4 separate regions of the Zea mays genome follow, and all the other regions are linked to region 3. Evidence: chromatin contacts called from public Hi-C data. All regions are on one chromosome and are shown on one strand. Each heading gives the region's core, a stretch centred on a gene start, on an enhancer-like site or on the middle of the called end of the contact. The rest is flanking DNA. Distances are from core to core; before and after follow the strand shown.

The links. Hi-C and Micro-C count contacts between places; a contact is called where the count stands out from the background.
Region 1: a contact with region 3 is called in a Hi-C map of bundle sheath, with 3 times the contacts expected there. The contact joins the promoter of LOC100273022 here to the promoter of LOC100279776 in region 3. A contact is called at or near these places in 6 of 25 Hi-C or Micro-C datasets (bundle sheath, ear, leaf and 1 more) and 1 of 3 datasets of contacts at active chromatin or transcription factors (leaf).
Region 2: a Hi-C map of ear shows a contact between it and region 3, with 5 times the contacts expected there. The contact joins the promoter of LOC103648238 here to the promoter of LOC100279776 in region 3. A contact is called at or near these places in 2 of 25 Hi-C or Micro-C datasets (ear and tassel).
Region 4: a Hi-C map of ear shows a contact between it and region 3, with 2.6 times the contacts expected there. The contact joins the promoter of LOC103648229 here to the promoter of LOC100279776 in region 3. A contact is called at or near these places in 2 of 25 Hi-C or Micro-C datasets (ear and leaf mesophyll).

Annotation. Positions count from the first base shown.
Region 1 is chr2:239,106,717-239,109,578 of Zm-B73-REFERENCE-NAM-5.0, reverse strand. LOC100273022 reads left to right here and starts at 1,498. Exons shown (of 1, transcript NM_001367776.1): 1 at 1,498-2,862. The coding sequence starts at 1,505.
Region 2 is chr2:239,087,856-239,090,624 of Zm-B73-REFERENCE-NAM-5.0, reverse strand. It overlaps LOC103648238, which reads right to left and starts at 1,367. Exons shown (of 2, transcript XM_008672729.4): 1 at 328-1,367; 2 at 1-200. The coding sequence starts at 1,173.
Region 3 is chr2:238,955,566-238,958,265 of Zm-B73-REFERENCE-NAM-5.0, reverse strand. It overlaps LOC100279776, which reads left to right and starts at 1,379. Exons shown (of 21, transcript NM_001152734.1): 1 at 1,379-2,052. The coding sequence starts at 1,405.
Region 4 is chr2:238,748,189-238,750,888 of Zm-B73-REFERENCE-NAM-5.0, reverse strand. It overlaps LOC103648229, which reads left to right and starts at 1,362. Exons shown (of 8, transcript XM_008672720.4): 1 at 1,362-1,582; 2 at 1,887-2,061; 3 at 2,299-2,560. The coding sequence starts at 1,891. It also overlaps the pseudogene LOC103648230.

The sequences.
Region 1 (2,862 bases), core at 249-2,748, 150 kb before region 3:
TTCGGCCCGCTTTTTTCCTGCTAAACGGGCCGGGCCCGCTGCGGGTCGAGCTCGGACAGGAAATCGAGACCGCGGACTTAGACGGCCCAGCCCCGGTTTTCTAATCGTGTCTGGCAGGTCGTGCCCAAAATGAGCCGGACTTCATCGGACAGGGCCGGACGGTCCGTTTGGCCATCTCTAGTTCTAGGACATGAATAAGAGGACTGGATTAGTTTCCATTCAGACCTCTGCTGATATGAAGTTATGTATGTTGGGGACTTTTTCTCAAATGCTTCGAATTAAGAACAAGGCAACATAAAATGTTAAATGTTAATGACCTTCGTCCATTGAAGCATTATCTCCCCAGGGACACAATGCACTTTGGACGAAGGTCATGAGCAATAATCAGAATTGTAAGATAATAAGAGATGTAATATAAAATATACAACATGAAGGAATAATATGTCAAAACACATAAACTTATTTATATATTTTATTATATAAATTCAAATATCAAAAATATAACATTTAATTACATTTATACTTTCGTCTTGGCAGAAGGCAATAATCCAGGTGACGCGTGCAAGTGATTACAAGATTACGTGAACAGTACAAGGGGAAAGAGGTTGATGGAATTACACCATCACATGTTAAGTGTTAACTACATATATACCTGTTTAAGTGTTAGCTACATATAACTACAATATCCATTCCCTGACATATATACATATAAGGCTAAATTCTTCCTACCCATACCGCACTATGCAACCACCTCACCAAGCTGGTTTCATACCCTACTTTTTTTATCTCTCGCAACGGTTCCTTCTAAATACACCCCATGTATCTCACTATAAACATAAAATATCATTTTCTTTTCCTACTTTCCACCCATTACTATTTTTTTTATCTATTCTGATAAATACTCACGTGTACGTAAAACGAGGAGTGGCTGCCGGTACCCTGTGCAGGTCTTCCGACAGTGGTCAGCTGGTCAAGTGGCGTCCACGTCTTATTATTAGACTGGAAGAAGGGACACGGTTTCGTCTCTCGTTGGGAGTGGGACCAAGCTCGCTCAAAAGCTCATCTCAACCAACATGGTGCCAGGAGATGTGACAAGCGGTCAACAATGGCTGCCCTGGTCTTGCTCCATTGTTTTTTCCCCACTTGATGAGGCGAGAAGGAATCTCGATCGATCGATCGCGTGTGTGAACGATTGACCTGGATCGTGACCAGCGCAGCACGCGTTCACATTGCTTATGATTGGTTTAGTGCGTCCGCACGTCCAATCCATACGAGCCCACCTATTTCTGGCTTATATGCCGATTTTTGAATAACTTATTTTACATCAACTCATGCGGCCAATATATACAATTAAACATATGCTAAGTTAAAGTTAAAGCACGCGATAATTTAGGATAGACTGATGCGGGTAACCACTAACCAATGACATGGATTATTACTAGTCCCTTCTTATATATCATCCCCTCGGACCCCTCCCCTTCTCATAACGGCAGGGCATGCATGCATGCGTGCACAGAGACACCCACATCTCTCGTTCACCATGCCTGCTTCACCCTACAGCTACACACTACTGGTCGGGCTTTTCCTCGTCTCCCTGCTGCTGCACAGCCCCAGGCCGTGCTCTTGTGCGAATTACCACACTCTCGCGGCGGGCCAGGCGCTCGCTGTCGGCGACACCCTCGTCTCCAGGAACGGCAAGTTCGCGCTCGGCTTCTTCCCGTCCGGCACCACCACCACACCCGCCGCCAGTAAGTCCTCCTCCTCCTCTGACAACAACAGCAACACCACCGCCGTCTCCAACTGGTACCTAGGCATCTGGTTCAACAAGATCCCAGTCTTCACTCCGGTCTGGATTGCTAACCGGGATGACCCGTTCACCGACCCAGACGCAGACCCCAATAATAAGCTCCTCCCCAAACGGACTCTGCAAATCTCTAGAGACGGGAACCTTGTAGTAGTCCAGGAGGACAACAACGCTCCTCAAAGAACTGAAACCCTAGTCGTTTGGTCCACCACCACCACCAGCAGCAACACCACCAGCACCAACACCAACAACACCAGCACCAACACCACCAACACCGTCGCCGAGCTCACCCACAATGGCAACCTGGTGGTGCGCGACGCCTCGGCCTCGGACGCGTCCAAGGTCCGGTGGCAGAGCTTCGACTACCCAACAGACGTGTACCTCCCGGGATCCAAGCTGGGCAGGAACAAGGTGACGGGGTTGAACCGCGTCTTCGTGTCGAGGAAGAACAGGGCGAACCCGGCCCGCGGCTCCTACTGCGTCGGGGTGGACTCACGGTTCTCCCAGGGGATCATACTCAGCCAGTGCTCCTCTTCCGTCGTGTACTGGGCGTCGGGCACATTCTCACTGTCGGACGTGGATCCCAGCGACAGCGGCTTCATCAGCTACAACCAGATCGACAACGCCCAGGAGCAGTACTACATCTACACCATACCCAACGACACCCTCTCCGTGTACACCGCCGTGGAGACCTCTGGCCAGATCAAGGGGCGCGTGTGGGTGGAGAGCAGCCACGCCTGGCGAGACTTCTACACCCAGCCCATGAATCCCTGCAGCGTCCACGCTGCCTGTGGACCTTTCACTGTCTGCACCACCACCGGCGGCGGCGACAACAACGCGAACATGTCCTGCGATTGCATGGAGGGATTCTCTATCAGGTCGCCCAGTGAATGGGACCTCGACGATCGAGCGGGAGGGTGCACGAGGAACAACCAACTCGATTGCGCCACGGACAGGTTCTTGCCCGTGCCTGGCGTTCAGTTGGCCTACGACCCCGTGCCCATGAAAGCAACTGACGCTGATGGATGTGGCCAGGCTTGTGCCACTGATTGCTCTTG
Region 2 (2,769 bases), core at 118-2,617, 130 kb before region 3:
GGACCGAGCACCGCGCCGCCGTAGCCGTCGTCGTCGTCGACCAGCATCAGGTCGTGCTGCAGCCAGGCCGTGATCCAGCCCAGGTAGATCATCTCCTCCATGCCGGCCGCCCACCGGTCCCGCAGCGCCTCCAGCCCGTCCACCAGGTCCCTGCCGCTCGACAGGTTCCGCAGGCTCCTCTCCACCGCCACCTCCACGTTCTGCAATGCGCACTCGGGAAAGTGAAAGCACACAGCACGTAGAATACTTCCGTCAAACCCATCGTCCGAAGATCGCAGTTCTAATCACTGATCAAACATGAAACAAGATGGTTAGGATTACGAGTACCTCATTGTTCGCTCCCTTCTGCTCCACAAGCTGCAACGTGAGCTGCTTCATCTCACCCATGGCCCGCTCGAACTCCTCGCACCGTCTCGCCATCTGGGCTTGCTTCGCGTCAAGGGCCGCGATTTTCTCGCCGACGACAGCGTCCGAACCTCGCTCGCTTCTCTTCGACACCTTCTTCAGCTTGCCTTGCAGCCTGTCGAGCCTGCCTCTCATGGCCGCGAACTCTCCAGCGGCCGCGCGGATCTCCGCTGCCGCGGCTTCCAGCCGCTGGTTGTGGGACTCCAGCAGCTCCAGCTTCATGCCCAGGCACATGATCTGCATCTTCTGGTACGCCGACTCCTGCTCCTTCACGTCGCAGTACTCGTGGAACTGCGCCTCGATGGCGGTAGCCCTGTCTTCGAGGGCCGACACCGTGAGCTTCAGGCTTGCGATCTCGTCCGCCTCCATTATTCCCTGGTCGTCCTGGACCTGTTTCTTGGCTGCGGCTTCTCGTGGACCCTCGGTGGCGGCCTCGACCACCATGATTTCTTCGGCGTTGGAAGCCTGCCTTGCAAGCTCACTCATCAGGAGTCTACCGGCAGCGCTGCAGGCACTCTCTGTTCTCGCTAACTTTTGCTGTGCGCCGCGAGTTGGTTTTGGTTCCATCTCTTCTTCCTCTTCTCCACAGATTGAACCGGACGATTGTTCCAATTGGAATGAACTATCAGATGAGCCCGTATGGCTACTGTGGCTGCTTGCCCTGTTTGTTATGAGGTCACAGATAAAAGCACCAGCCAGGGGAAAAGCTAAGGGAAACACTATCTTCAGAAGAAGATTCCTGATGCTCTCTGCATTCTTGCTTTCCATTGAAAAGATTTCATCATTCCTCCAGTCTCACTGGAATAACCTTTTGACTACTATATGTATGCCAACCCAGAGTTGTTCCTAGCTACATTGCTTTGCCTTCAGGGCTAAACCATGCCAAGTTTGCTCAAGTATTTATCCATCCATAGATAACATTGGTCCCTGGTCAGGAACAAGCAAAGGTTTCTTGGGAACAAGCAAATGTATAGGCTAGGGTTATTCCATACCATTTGACCTTACTTCAAATAAATATAGCCCCCAGAGATAAAGGCTAGCAGCTCGAGTTTTAAACAATCTAGATATCATCTTTATCTTTCAGAGCAAGATTGGTATTGTTCCATTTCTTGATTAAGAGAAGAAAGCATAAACTTTGCATGCAGGAGATGCAAAGGCTTATTACCTCGTTTAAACATTGCCCAGGATCATCTTCTGGGCATCATGGAACCTTTTCTAACAGCCAAGGCTTCCTTCTTCGCGGTCATTATTGATAGCAGACAAGCATAGTGACAGAAAAGGTGAAAAGAGGCAAGCTTCAGAAAGTAGACTTTATGTGCAAAATCCTCTTTTCTGATAGACTCAATGAAGTTCGTAGTGTTTAATTTCTTTAATTTATTAAGTTATAAATTTTACGTGGTTATAATATTTAGACTTTATGTGGTATAAATATGTGGGTCGGGCATGTGCTGGCACGGTCCAATAAAAACCGACGTGTTTTAGGGCTAAGCTGGACCAACACGGCTAGAAATTTTTAGTCCTTCTCGATCAAAAACTATTTAGTCCGCAATGTGCCCGAGCTATGTGACTCGGCCCAATTCCTACACTAACGAGCATGCAACTCCTTGCGTGGTGGTGCATGCGCGCATAAGCCTTGAGGTATCGTCTATCCATCCTTCGGCGAGAAAGAATAAAATGGCTTTGCGCCTCATTTTCGGTCTATATAAATCATTCAGTAAACTTCATTCTTTGTACGAAAAGCCACGATGATCAAATGGCATCGGTCTCTTCACTACTTTGGGTCTTATTTTTTATACCGACTATGAGTTGTTCATGTTTTGCTATGGTTGTTATTTATTATACAAATAGATATTGAGATATATATTTAAATATAATTATTTTTTATATCTAAACATTAAGTTACGTGTGGTCTGACGATTAGCTCCAAATTTCTAAAGTAGGGGCGTGGGTTTGAGTACCCGCTCTGCACTATTTGTTACGCGGTGTGACAGCTGCGTGGGCGGGTGAGGTGCTGGCCAGACGCAGCGCGAGCGTGAGGCCCACAGAGCACGGCGTCGAGGCAAGTTGCGTGAGGCGAAAGAACCAGTCGGGGGCACGTGGGGCGGTCCTAGACTGTCAGCGTGAAGGGTGAAGTCGTGGTAACACCAGACGTCTATATTAGGTACTTAATAGAGTAACCATATGGAGATCAAAATAAAAAGGACTATCTCCAACGAGTTTTTTTTGAAATTTCTACTGTAGGAGGTTCCTACAATATTCATTTTATCACTTTCTTATGAATATTTTACATATTACATTTTCGTCAAATTACAATGGTTGTATCCATTGTCTATCATTGTCAGCTATCATTTCGCGCATCATATA
Region 3 (2,700 bases), core at 130-2,629:
TCCGCCCACGAAAATCTCGCAATCAGTTGAGATTTTATAGCGATCGGTTAGGATAAGCGTAACAGCCAAGAAACCAAAAAATCAAACGGCAAAAGGTAGCCGCGCCCCCGCAAGGCGAGGGGCCGGATTTCGGCGGACCATTCACGCGCATGTCGTGCGCCCGCGCCCTTCGCCCCGCCCCGCCCCGCCCCGGCCCGGCCCGGCCCGGCCAGGCGAGCGAGCGCGCGCGCGCGTGTGGCTCTCCACACTCTCTCCTCTCATCCATGACTTGGTGAGTGAGTGTGGCTTCCATATTTAAGTTAGCTCTACTCCATAAGAGCTAGCAATATGGTGCTATTGGTTCCACCTATCCCTTTGCCATCCACTTATATGGGCTTTTGAGATTTTCCTGTGATTTATTAGAAATTCTTAATTGGGCCAAGCCCATAAATCCTAACATTATTGACGAAAAACCGACGGTAAACCGCCCCAAAGTGTCGATTTTCCATGAAAATGAACCGGTTTTCGCTGTTTTTTACAGAAAATGGAAAATTTTGACAATATTTATTTGTAATTTACTCAATTCACATTGCACAGTAAATATTAATTGATCCACACGACATGTGTTTACCAAAATAACATATAGCATGCATATGCAACAAACAACCAGCAATACTTAAATACTAGTTCTTTTATAGTTCTTCAACGACATATAGGTTGACTTGTTTCACAATACTCATGTATTCAACACGAGTCATAGTGATAGTATTCAGGTATGTTGGAAGAATCGTGATATGGTCTCTCATCCCACCCCCTTGCACCACTCCCCTTACAGCATATGATCCAACTGTTTCATTGGCCCATTCTTGCACTTCATCTGTGTCTCCTTGTTCGTGTACAAGTGATATAAACAACATGCTAGAAAGATGAGTGTCACTATTAGGTGAATCTTTGTCCAATGTCGAAGGTGTATTGGAACTAAACTAGCACTTAAACTGGACAAAAAATAGCATCTAACAGTAAATAATCTTCACATATACCATATAATAGTAAACAAACTAATACGACTAAACTGAACACTAAATGACTAAACCGAAACTAAATCTTAACATCAAATCCGGTTTCCCCAAAAAAAATGTGGTTACCAGTTCAAAATGACGGTTCACATATATCCGTTTTTTATCAATTATTTTTAATTGTTTTGAATTTAGGACGAATTTTGAAGAAAAAAACCGTTGGTTAAACTGACCGGTTTCCCCACCAAATGCTCAGGCCGGAAGACTTCAGCGTACCACCGGTCTTCTGCTTGCCCACCTTGGCTATAAAAGCTGCCCGCAGCGTGCGGGTGCTATTCAGTTTCTTCGCTCTTCATTTCGCCTTCCACGGTTCTTTCCACCTAGCAAAACCCCAAGCCTCCTTCCTACGATGGCCTCTCGTGGGCGCGGTGGTGGCGGAGGGAAAGGCCCTAGCGGTGGGCGGGGCGGTGAAGGCAGGGGGCGGGGGATCCGTGGCGGGGGAGGTTACCATCACGGCGACGATGGAGGCGGCGAACGCGGAGGCAGAGGCGACCCGGGCCGAGGGCGCGGGGTCGGCGGTCGTGGCCGCGGTCCCGGAGGCCGAGGTGTCGACGACCACCAGCAGCAGCCGCCGCCGCTCGGGAACACAGAGGGCGGAGGCCAGGGCCGCGGCGGCATGGCGGTAGCGGTACCGCCAGCCCGCCCCGCCGCGCCCTGTCCTCTAGCGCCGGACGCCGCTGCCCCGGCATTTCCCGCAGCAGCGGCCTCGTCTTCTGCGCAAGCGCCTCGAGCCCCCACCGAGGCGGCTGGAGCTGCCTTGGCGGATGGCATGGGGAAGTTGGCCGTGGCGGACGACCGGCCCGCTGCTCCTCCCGTGCCCGCAGGTAAACCCGTCGCGCAAGGTCCCGCGCACCAGCCCCAGGAGGCTCCGCCACTCTCGAGGAAGAGGATCGTGCCGCCGCCCCGCCCCGGTTTAGGCACGTCTGGGAGAAAGCTGGCGGTTCGCGCGAACCACTTCTTTGTCGAGGTGTCCGTGAACGACATCTTCCATTACGACGTGAGCTCCACCCGCACACACTCCTTCTTGAACTTGGTTCTGCGCTTCGCAGCGTCGCTTTGCAGCGTCCGATTTCTCTCGGTTGATATTGTTTTGATCTTTGTACACGATAGTTTTCGATTCTTTCTGTACAGTCATGTGCCGGGATGTCGGGGGTGATATTCACCGGGCTGCGGCTTCCTTTCTTTTCGAAAACGTTCTATTTCAGGGCTTTAGCCGCGCTGTAATTTTGGAAAAGTTACATTTCCTGTCATCGAGCAAATGTCTACAGCATGATTGTGCCGTACTTGCTGCCTTCTTGTTCTGTATGCGCGTCGGCAAGAGCGATCAAGGTCTTTAGCACTCTTGCATTTTGGTGGTTGCACGGTGGATTCTTTGTGTTTCTTGGTGCTGGGAGGGTTCTTTGTGTTTCTTATCAAACAAAAAGAAGAAATATATTAAAGCCAGCTGTTGGGACCGTTGATCCATAGAGACAAAACAAAAGCAGTAGAAGCGAGTACGTATTAAAACCAAACGAATAGGCTGAATTTATTTACCAGGTAACTTGAACCCTCCTATAGATGGCCAATAAGCACGAGGCCTGTGAGACTGGCACGAAGCCCGTTGTTTGGGCCCGGTACGAGCCTGGTACGACCCGGTTCTATGCGG
Region 4 (2,700 bases), core at 113-2,612, 210 kb after region 3:
TGCCACTTTGGAAAGACTGTAGGACTATGTAGATGATGCCAGAAACTCACCACGAAAGCACCAAAGTCTTACTAACTTTCCCCTAGACCCAACTATTCTGTCGATTGTGTGCAACTTGATTAAACTAGGGCTTCAAACAGGGCGGAGCAGAGCACATGTAATCTCGACCCCCTGCCTCGTCAGCACAAAGCACACGTTGAGAACTACTTCGTTGACGTTGATCCAGAGGCGTGAGCTAAACTCATTCAACTCACAAGTCCTCCTCCCATGTCGGCGACGTCCTATTCCAATCGCGCTCCTCAGCGCGCACACACGATGTGGCAACCTCACCGCGACGCTCACGCTCTCTGATGCCATGCCTAGTTGCAACTTTAACTCATCGCCGCGCTCTGTCTCTTCCGCTGCTGGCTCGCGCTCTCTGTGACATGCTCCTGGAAGGCCACCCACTTGTGAGTTGAATGAGTTTAGTTTTAGTGACTAGATATTAGCATTGTGATGTGAGTTTAGTTTTTAGGGGAATTTCTTTTTTCAGCCGTCCCTAATATGATGTTTCGGAGAATATTTTTTTTAGGAAGCTCTTGGGTCTGCTCTTAGACCTTGGTGGACTTGGCATCCCAAATATGCAATTAATGGAATGGGCCTTGCAGATAAGATGACTTTGGCTATAGAAAACATCTAGTATTCGTCCACCAGTCGTTTCTCAGGTCTGAGCAATATTTCAGGCTGGACCGACAGATGTAAGTGGGGTGAGCAGCGGGTTTTAAGCCCAAGTAGAGGAAAGGCTTTCTCTTTTTTTCCCTTTTTGTTTTCTTATTTCTGATTCCTTTTCCAATTCAAAATACTAATTCGATTCTGTTTGAATTTCAAATTCCAACTTGAATGCTCAAACAAAAAATACATGCATGTATGCAAATATTTTGAACATATTTATTAATTGTTTTATTGTTTTGTTAGGCAAATGTTTAAATATCTTAAAAGGTGAGGAATCGGTGTTTAAGAGATATTTTAAATTATAAATCTTTTGAAGAAACATGTACATCACTTTTATTTAATAGGGTGCATGCTCCACAAGTAGAACATAGACTTAAGATAAATCTTTAAATACCATATTGCAAAAGTGGTCTAGTTTTGTTCATAAAAATCTTAGTAACATAAATATGGATTCAGTTTATTGATTAAATCTTTTAATTATACGATATAAAAGAGGGACAATTGTGCGAGTGCCTCTGTTTTGAAATATAACGCAAATCTGGTTGCAGTTGTGAATATGGTTGTAGGTGGACTATTCGATCCGAATCCGATGTGCCCTGAGATAAAAAGGTGGAAGAATAAAAGAAAGAATAAAGCCAAATATACGTGGGTAAGTTTGTCAGATACCAGTTTAACTACTAGCGCTCGCAGTACCAGCGCTTTCCGCGTCCCAAATTACTCCTCAACAAGTTAAAAGGCACTCACACTACCATCGCTTTCCGCGTCCGCCGTTTTAACAATCGCATTGTCAGATCTACTTCGATCTCACTTCTGGTTAACTGAGGGCGTTCCTCGATCGGATCTCCTGCTCCGGCTCCGGCTCCTGCTCCAGGTACGGTCGGTGCTGCTACATTTGGATCTTGCTGCTGCTCCGTATCATCGCCGCGTACGTTGCTTGCACTGGGCTTACCTTCTGGATGAAAACCTCCTCCCATCATAAGCTCTCTGATTGCTACCTTATGACGAGGTGCTGAATGAATTAAAGGGAGCTAGGCGTCCTATAATTTGCTCATTTTGCTTGTATGTATGTATCCTGTTTTCTAATCTGGTGTATCATACACCTTGTAATGCAAAGTGTACATGTTTTTTTTTATTTGTTGCTCACGCTGAAAGGGGTCGGGTTTTATTTGTACCAGCTGAATGGATAACATGCTAGGCGACTTGTACAAGCCAGATGACGGCGACGACTTCTACAGCAAAAAATACCGCGACGAGCTAGAGAATGTGTCATTCCAACTATTAGAAGAAATTACAGATGGTTTCTCTGAGAGTCGAGAGCTCGGCCGAGGATCCTTTGGAGTGGTTTACAGGGTAAGTATGATTTTATTGGCATGCATGATCAGTTTCAATAAACGAAGTTATGTACGGTCTGACCAACACACTGGGCTGCTTCCAATCATACGCATACACATGATCTTACCGCACTGCCATAAATATAGTATCTGCATTTTTCTGGTTTTTTCAGTTATCAAAATGATAAGTAGTCACTACATACATAGAAAAGTGGAAGTTAATGTTTGTTTAGTACTGACAACATATCCTCAACAGGGATTGACTAAAAATGGTGATTACGTTGCTGTGAAGAAGCTTCATGCTAATGTCACTGATCTTAACCATAAGCAGTTTCAAAATGAGTTATATAACCTTGCAAAACTTAAGCATGAAAACATTGTACGGATTTATGGCTATTGCTATGAAATTAAGAAAACATTTATGGAGCACGATAGAAGAAAAATTCTTGTCGAAGAGCCGCGTATAGCGCTCTGCCTTGAGTATTTACACAATGGAAGCCTTCAAGATCATATTTCGGGTATGCTTCTGGGCCATCTTAACTGAGTTGTTGAAGGAAATTGATCTCTCTCTCTCTCTCTCTCTCTCTCTCTCTCTCTCTCTTTCTTTTTCTCTCTGTCTGTCTGTGTCTGTATGTGTATTTTATTAATAATCCATTTG